Regions from separate parts of the Cyprinus carpio genome. Here region 2 is linked to region 1. Evidence: chromatin contacts called from public Hi-C data. All regions are on one chromosome and are shown on one strand. The core of a region is the stretch at or near the end of the contact, and the rest is flanking DNA. Distances in the headings are between cores, read along the strand shown. Region 1 overlaps ccnd2a (G1/S-specific cyclin-D2). Region 2 holds the start of LOC109050914 (lysine-specific demethylase 7B-like).

What was found. A called contact is a pair of places that touch in the nucleus more often than the background predicts.
Region 2: a contact with region 1 is called in a Hi-C map of skeletal muscle, with 2.3 times the contacts expected there. The contact joins the promoter of LOC109050914 here to the enhancer-like site in region 1. A contact is called at or near these places in 3 of 8 Hi-C or Micro-C datasets (liver and skeletal muscle).

Annotation. Positions count from the first base shown.
Region 1 is chrA25:8,813,475-8,817,211 of ASM1834038v1, forward strand. ccnd2a (G1/S-specific cyclin-D2) reads right to left here. Exons shown (of 5, transcript XM_042715338.1): 5 at 1-429. The coding sequence ends at 253. It overlaps LOC122135578 (a long non-coding RNA gene), which reads left to right. Exons shown (of 4, transcript XR_006153605.1): 2 at 226-378. Among protein-coding and RNA genes, the nearest start is that of LOC122135578, 4.6 kb to the left of the region's middle. Within about 2 kb of position 1,772, at least 2 of the 8 cell types and tissues checked have an H3K27ac peak or open chromatin away from gene starts, as enhancers often do. A contact at or near this core is called in skeletal muscle, where this site is marked.
Region 2 is chrA25:8,946,586-8,950,322 of ASM1834038v1, forward strand. It overlaps LOC109050914 (lysine-specific demethylase 7B-like), which reads left to right and starts at 2,029. Exons shown (of 20, transcript XM_042715341.1): 1 at 2,029-2,192. The coding sequence starts at 2,095.

The sequences.
Region 1 (3,737 bases), core at 522-3,021:
AGTCTGAGGCACCGTAGAGCTTTTTGCATCAGTATCAAATCATTTTAAAAATATCTATTTTTGTATCTAAAATAGCTTAGATTTTTTTATTTTTTTTCATTTATGGGAGCAATTTTTACTGGAAAATGAAGATAAAACTCTACAATGACTAGCAAGCACTTTTCGTTGGGGTGGTTGGTTTTTTTGTCATTTTTGTTTTTTGTTGTTTTTTTTTTCCTCTTGAAGACTGATCACAGCGTTCCTGCAGCAAGCTCACAAGTTGATGTCTCGTACATCGGTTGGGGTGCTGGACTGGTCTTGGTCATCAAGTGCTTTGCTGCGCGGGCCACCCTGTTCCTGCTGCTGCTGTTTCTGCTGTTGCCGGCGGCCCTCCCTCAGGTTATTCATCAACACTCTCTCAATCTGCTCCTGGCATTCCTTTAACACATCCTGCAATGCATTAGACAAAAGGCGTTATACAAACAGGTCACTTACATAGCTGCGATGTCTGTACTAATCCAGAATCACTTCATCAGTAGTTTTACAGTCAAACCACAGAAATTATATATAATAATAATTATACACAATTGTTATATATAATAATTATAGACACACACACACACACACACACACACACACATACACATATATATATATACACACACACACACACTTTCCAATAAACAAATGAAGATGCACTGTTGCACTGTGAACAGTTAAAAAACAAAAACAATAGGTGTACCACAGTTTGCTGTGTTAATTACATCCATGTCCTGTGGATAAAACAAGACAGTGTTTCGTTTACGATTTTCATATCCTTTCATTTTCGCAACAGCATGTAATGACCTAAGGGGATCTCACTTGAGCCCATCAGAGGGTTCTTCCTGCTCTGTAGAGCTAGGAGCAAAAAAAAGATAATATATGAGTATACCCAATGCAACCCTGTGGGTGGCTCCAAAGAGCACTTGACATATTTAAAATGGCTTTCACACAGTCACCAAAATGAGCAATAATGCCCTCTAGTGAAAGTAAATGGATGCAGGGTGATCAAAGCTCTCCCTCCTGTTTAGTGGGTATGTCTGAGGCACACCAGGCGTCTGTGGGAAGTTTAAGAATGGCCAATGGGTAGGGCCCATGGAGAATGTGTTGCTTGTGGAGAGGCTGCATTCCTTTGACATTTACTGCTAATTGAAAGCTGATGGGCACTTATGTTATGCATGGCTCCTGGGCCATGTGCTTCATGCCTGTAGAAGTAGTGTATCACACAAGAAAAACATCTGAGGTGTTGGAAGTGATTGAAAGAAAGCATTTAATCTTTTTTTTTTTTTTGAGGATGAGCCTAGTGTAACTCAGTGGATGTTTTCTTTGGTGTGTTATCATGGATGACAATGGGCACCATCCTTCTAGAGGTCTCCTGTTTCCCCCCACAATAAGCCATTATTAGTCATGATGAAAATTTATTCCTTCTAGAAAATTAACTAAAGCATAAAACATGTAAAGAAACTGCATGTGTCTTACCACAAGAATGCCATGCCTGAGTTCTTAAAAGACATTTCCCTGTGTGCTGCTCTTTATAGCTGCACAGCCAAGCTCATGCCAAGCCCCAAAGGCTTAATTCAGGCAACTCTAATAGCTTCAATGTGTGACTACTGGTAAAACCAGGACTTGCTCTAGAATTGCTTCTCAATTATTAGATCTAGAGAAGGGTGGCACTGGTGAGCTTCAAGATAGAGTAGGTGGTCCCTGCCTAATCCAACCCCGCCCTGATCAAGAACACACTCTATCCCACCAGAACATGGCTAAGTTTGTTAGTCAAACAAGTTAATAAAAATGGATCAAAACCAAAAGGAAAATGCAGCTCTAATGGAGAACCAGCAGAGTGTAATGTCACTCAGTGTGTGCCATCTTGGACAAATGAAGCCTAAAGAAGAGACTTAAAGTAGCCACAGAAAATGTGTGTTTTTTTATTGGGAAGTGAAAGCAAGGATTGCTGGGTTCAGAGCACGGCCATCACAGCATTGAGAAATGAAAGGGATTAAGATGTCCCAGAGGCCTAATGCAAGAGGCCAGGGGGCCTACCACATGATCCTGTGTACCAAAATAGCCTTGAAGTTCTTCTCTAAATAATTTGCAACTTTTCGGTTCCAAATAACATTTCGGTTGCAAATAACAGAGTCCTCATGACATTATGACTTTAGGCAAAGGAGCATTCTCAGCATGCCAGACCCAAAGTTTCTAACATTTCACCTACTTTTAGAAACTGCTGTATCTCAAAAAATTTTCACTGTGCATTCTCTCTTCCTGAATATTTTCTCCATACGCAGAGCTTTACCTTGTAAAGCTATATTAAAAGTATTCTAGAGGTGCACAAGCACACAAATTCATGCCTCAAAATAAATAATTCAAGGCCTCATTTAAAGAAACTGAAAACAACAGCCCAATGAGCATCATTTACTGTATTTACTTGAGCTACAGTAACAAACTTTACTGTAAAAACCCAGTGCCAGGTGAATATTTATTGCCTTTTGCTTCTTTCTTAGAGGGACCTTAGAGTATTTGTGGAAACTTCAAGCCAATTTTTTAGCCTTCCTGGTTTGGCATACATGTGTGTACCTTACTGCTACACAGAGTATGCTTCACCAGGTGTGTCTTAGGCTATACACACATTCCAAGGGCAACTGGAAGATGCTGGCTGCCCCTATCATATGTCTACTGGAAACTACAGGCACTGGACACCACAAATGTCAGCAAGGTTCCTGGTGGGTAGGCTGGCAGTATCTTTGGCATTAGGTTGACTTTCCTTCATACTGTCTGACCGCTCACCTCCCAACCTCTGCCTCAATCTGTAAGGTCCTCATACACTAAGGTAAAGTTAAATAGACAAAGTCTTGTTTATTGAAGACTAGGTTTTTCTACTTTACTCCTGATATAGATATCTCTCTGATTTTCATATCTCTGATTTACCAAATGGTCAACCAATTCCATTTAGATAGGACCTCTAAGATTTTCTCAGAGCAATGCAAACACAATTCTGATTGGTAAAGTGAATTATTTGTCCCAAACAAATTCAGTGACCAATTTAATCTAAGGGTGCTTTTACACTTCATTTATTCAGTTCCTGGGTCTGAACCATGTTTGATTGCACCACAGCCCTCTGCTCCCATTGAATTGTTCACTGAATTTTTAGTTTTGGAACTGCGGTATGTTTGCATCATAATCATCATTAACTTACTGACCCTCATGTCATTCCAAACATACCTGACTTTCTTTTGTGGAGCACAATAGAAGATATTTTAAAGAATGATGGTAACCAAGCAATTTTGATTACCACTGACTTCCATGGTATGGACGAAAAAAACTGTTCTCAGAATTTCTTCTTTCATGTTTCACGGTAGAAAGAAAGTCATAAAAGAGTAAAGGATGACAAAATGTTCATGCTGTGTGAACTATCCCTTTATGTTTTCTTTAAGGTATAGCTCAGGGTGAACAGGGTAGTGCGTGTACATCACACCTGCATGTTTTCAAAAGGTATAGCTTGTTGGCATCCAGCAACGTGATGAGTTGTTCATGGACCAGGCAGTTCATTCCTTCTGCCCTGGACCTCACACTCCTCAGACACTGAGCACCTTTACTTCTGTGGAGGACTATTTGTTTTTCCTCTGCTATGGTGCACGACTTCACACACCACATGCTGGGGGAGCAGGCATTCTACCAGCATCAGTGCACTCTAGGGTCTCTTGGGGAGGCTTGACCTCTTC
Region 2 (3,737 bases), core at 779-3,278, 130 kb after region 1:
TGAGTAACTTCCGGACAAAAACAAGCATCACGTCATGCACCCATACATAAAATTACCTTGACTGTATAATTGAGAATATATTTCACATTTTGAGCCATACGTTTGCATACATACATCTTTAACAGTCGTGAAAATGTGGACTAAACATGCTGACATCTGAACTTCACGATATTAAAATAATAATGAAAACAAAGACCACCGATGCTCCCCGGGGCTCAATTGCGCAACAGTTTATCACTTACGATAAGGATCTCATTACGCTCCGTTCTTTTACAAAAGAAAAGCGAACCAAAAATGACCACCTTAGCACGAGTATCCCTTTAGTTACCCCTATAGCTACTCGTCGTGGCACAACAAACAGAGATTTAGCCAAATACACCAGAGTTCACTATTTTTCACCGACAAACGTCCCGGATGTCTGCCAACATTGTAGTTGCGCTCGTTCTTTGAGAGATGAGAAAAGTGCTCGACATGACAAACATTTAAGCTCAGAAAACCTGTAAATATTTTAAACATGCTCCTTACCTGGTTGAGTGATGTTCTGGCGGTCCTCGGCACGCGACATCCTCTCGTAGTAAAGTTTTCATACAGCGTGCAACTGTGTTGTTTACAAAGTTCTGAGCGGAATCCCGATTGGTTCGGGTCGAGCCAAGGCGACGCCCCGACGCTCAAGCCCCATCTGACGCGACGCGACAAACTTCATTTCACCGCGTCGCAGAGTTGTTCATTATAATAGAAACCGTTGTAGTTTGTCGCGTCGCTTGCAGTTTATGTACGTGTATGTAGTCAGAGAGTTGCGCTTTGAAATCAACTGTTATGATCAGATTTTGCACAAGGTGGTGCCATTGTCAACCTTCTCCACAAAGTTTCAGGACTAGCAGATTAGCAGATTTACCATTATGCTTTATTCGACACAGCAGGAAATCAATATGATGCAACAAACACAGCAAGAATACAACGCAACAACATACAAGTATAATACATCATTTATTTTTAAAGTGACATTGTTTATGACCGGCAGGTATCCCCATACTTATTACATATTGCAAAATATTCTAAAACAAAATGAATAATAAAATAATTATATATATTTTTAAATTGTAAAATATTTACATGACATTTGTTGTACTGCCTTTTATTTATGTCAGTTTTTTATGGCGCTGCGTAATGTCATAAATATAATGTCAAAATAAAAAATATTGCAGTGGTCCAAAAATGTGAGTTGAACATGTTTATTATGATTATGATGACGACGATGATGATGATTATTATATATACATACATATCAAGAGTAACAAAATGTAGTAAAACGTACGGTAACTTAATGTTATATAAAAAATCACATGACAATAAAATGACTTCATACATATATGTTCTCCAAATATAATTTTTTTTAATTGAGCCACTATTTATTAGTTAAAGGAATTAATAGTAAAATATATTTAGATACATTTCAGACTTATTTAAATGTTAGCCCCATATTATTTCTTAATATAAAACAAAAATAATCTCACGGTGTAAAAAAAATGCAGTGTAAAAAGTCATATATTTAAGATTTTTGTTTGTTTGTTTGTTTATCTGCTTCCCATCATGCATGGTGGCTGTTAAAGCATATAAGTCTGACAAAAACATTTACCAAATTCTAACCCAGAGGTGTTTGTAGAGGTAAATTCTGAACAGCCTGTATTGAAAATATGGGGGGAAATATCTCTTTTCTCAATAAAACTGCATCTTAAACAAGACCAAACTAATTATTTTTACAATCTTGCATGATATCCTTGTCTTCGAGCCTTGTCTCTATATAGGTGCTCTTTTCAGAAGGTTTAATCTCCTGAATGGACTTTAAAAATGTTAATTCATCCATCCATAACTCGTTTCTTTCATTCAGTGCTTTTTATTATCACCCTATATTATCGTATTATGTAATGATGAAGTGACTTGGTGTGCCTCGCGCTCAGTGTTTATGCGTGGCGTCACGGCATGCGCTCAGCGCCCCTCCTTCGCGTTCCTCTCGGTGTTGTTTCCGCATAATTAGAAGGAATCCCCGCCCAACCAGATCCCAGCTTGGCTGCGTTGTTTGGGGACAGTCCGAAGATGGCGACGGCCCAGCTGTACTGCGTCTGCCGGCAGCCGTACGATGTGAGCCGGTTTATGATAGAATGCGATATTTGTAAAGACTGGTTTCACGGCAGGTAAGGAATTCAACCGTGTCTTCGTCATCCGCTGCGTCGGAAAGGCATCAAATACCCGCGTATGAAATCCTATGGCACTTCGGGTGTCAGTAAGCCGTGCGTTGAGCTCGCTCGCTCGCTCGCACTGAGACGATTTCACGCGCTGCTTTGTCAATATTACCAGGCGTTAATCGCCGCGTTTGCAGTTTTCACAATATAAACGCTCACGTTACCCGTCTGTTAAAGCGTCGTTATTGTTTTGCAGTAACATTGGACTGTTTTTCCATGGCTTCGCAAAAAAATCCAGCGACCCGAGCAGCAAAAATGGGTTCACGTAGGGTTTTCTCAGAAGCTTTTGTGGCTGGGAGTTGCAGAGCATCAGCTGACATTAACCCCTTATGGAGTTTTATGTCACATAAAAGTAAATAAATGTCAGCATCGAGGTGCACGTGAGACTGTGATGTGTCAGACGTCAAGTGAAGGTTTATTAATGTTTCACACTTAACAGCAGTTGGGTCAACGTGCTACATGTCAAACAGCAAATACTAAAATGTAAACATAAGATGAGAGATAAACAATTCAAAGAGCATTCTGCTACTTATATTTACGAAGAAGAATGAAACTGTTTAAAAGGCAATAGATGTGATTTTTGAACGAAGTCCTGATCGATGTGGTGCTGAAACTTGCATGCTTTCGAGTGAACTCGTGCGTGATGTTTTCTCAATACTCACTATCTTGTTTCTTATTGTTAAAAAAATTATAAACTGTATTGGTTGCTACTGTAGAGGCATTAACAGAAAATAAAACATGCGTTTAAAGAGTTTTATATTGTTAGGATTTCGCGTTCAACATTAACATTGGCTTGCCGAACAACATCTGCTTATTTATTTTATTTACTTAATGGTTTGTTTTATTTTTATGCAGCCCGTATTGCGAACTGTATTGCTTTTAGCTCGTATATTAAATGTTTAAGACATGCAGGTTATTTCTTTGTTGGTTGTTCTACAGCAGTCATAATGTGAAGCGTGAGGAAACGTGTAGTGGAGGGGGGTCGATGAAAAGTTACATGGGGAATGGGAGGGGTGTAACTAAACAAAGACGTGTGGTTGAGTTTACGAGATCAGACCGTTCCCTATTTCTCTCTTTAAATGTGCATTACATATTGCTTGGAAAGTAGCGTCTGGTTTTGTTTTTTTGCTGGGTTTTATGGGAGTATTAAATATAAAAAGGAAAGTCACGTTTGTAATGGAGCTCAGCGCCTTAGGTTTCTGTGATTGTTTGGTCTTTTTGATTGACAGCTGGGGTCGGGCATTTAAATCCCCCAGTTTTACAAATATGGGCATATGGTTCCGCCTCTTAAAGGGACAGGTACCGTTTGACGTGTGGAGCGCGGAGCTGAAGCCATGTGTGAAATGCTTGGGATAAAATTAGTTTGAACCCTAAATATAGCCGAAAAGCGTGCGGAAACATTGCTTGTTTATAAGTGTGAAATTGCTGGATGGCGCGTTTGTTTTCGTTTACTTGCGAACCTTTACACATTAATGTAAGGAAGAACTGTGTGTATAT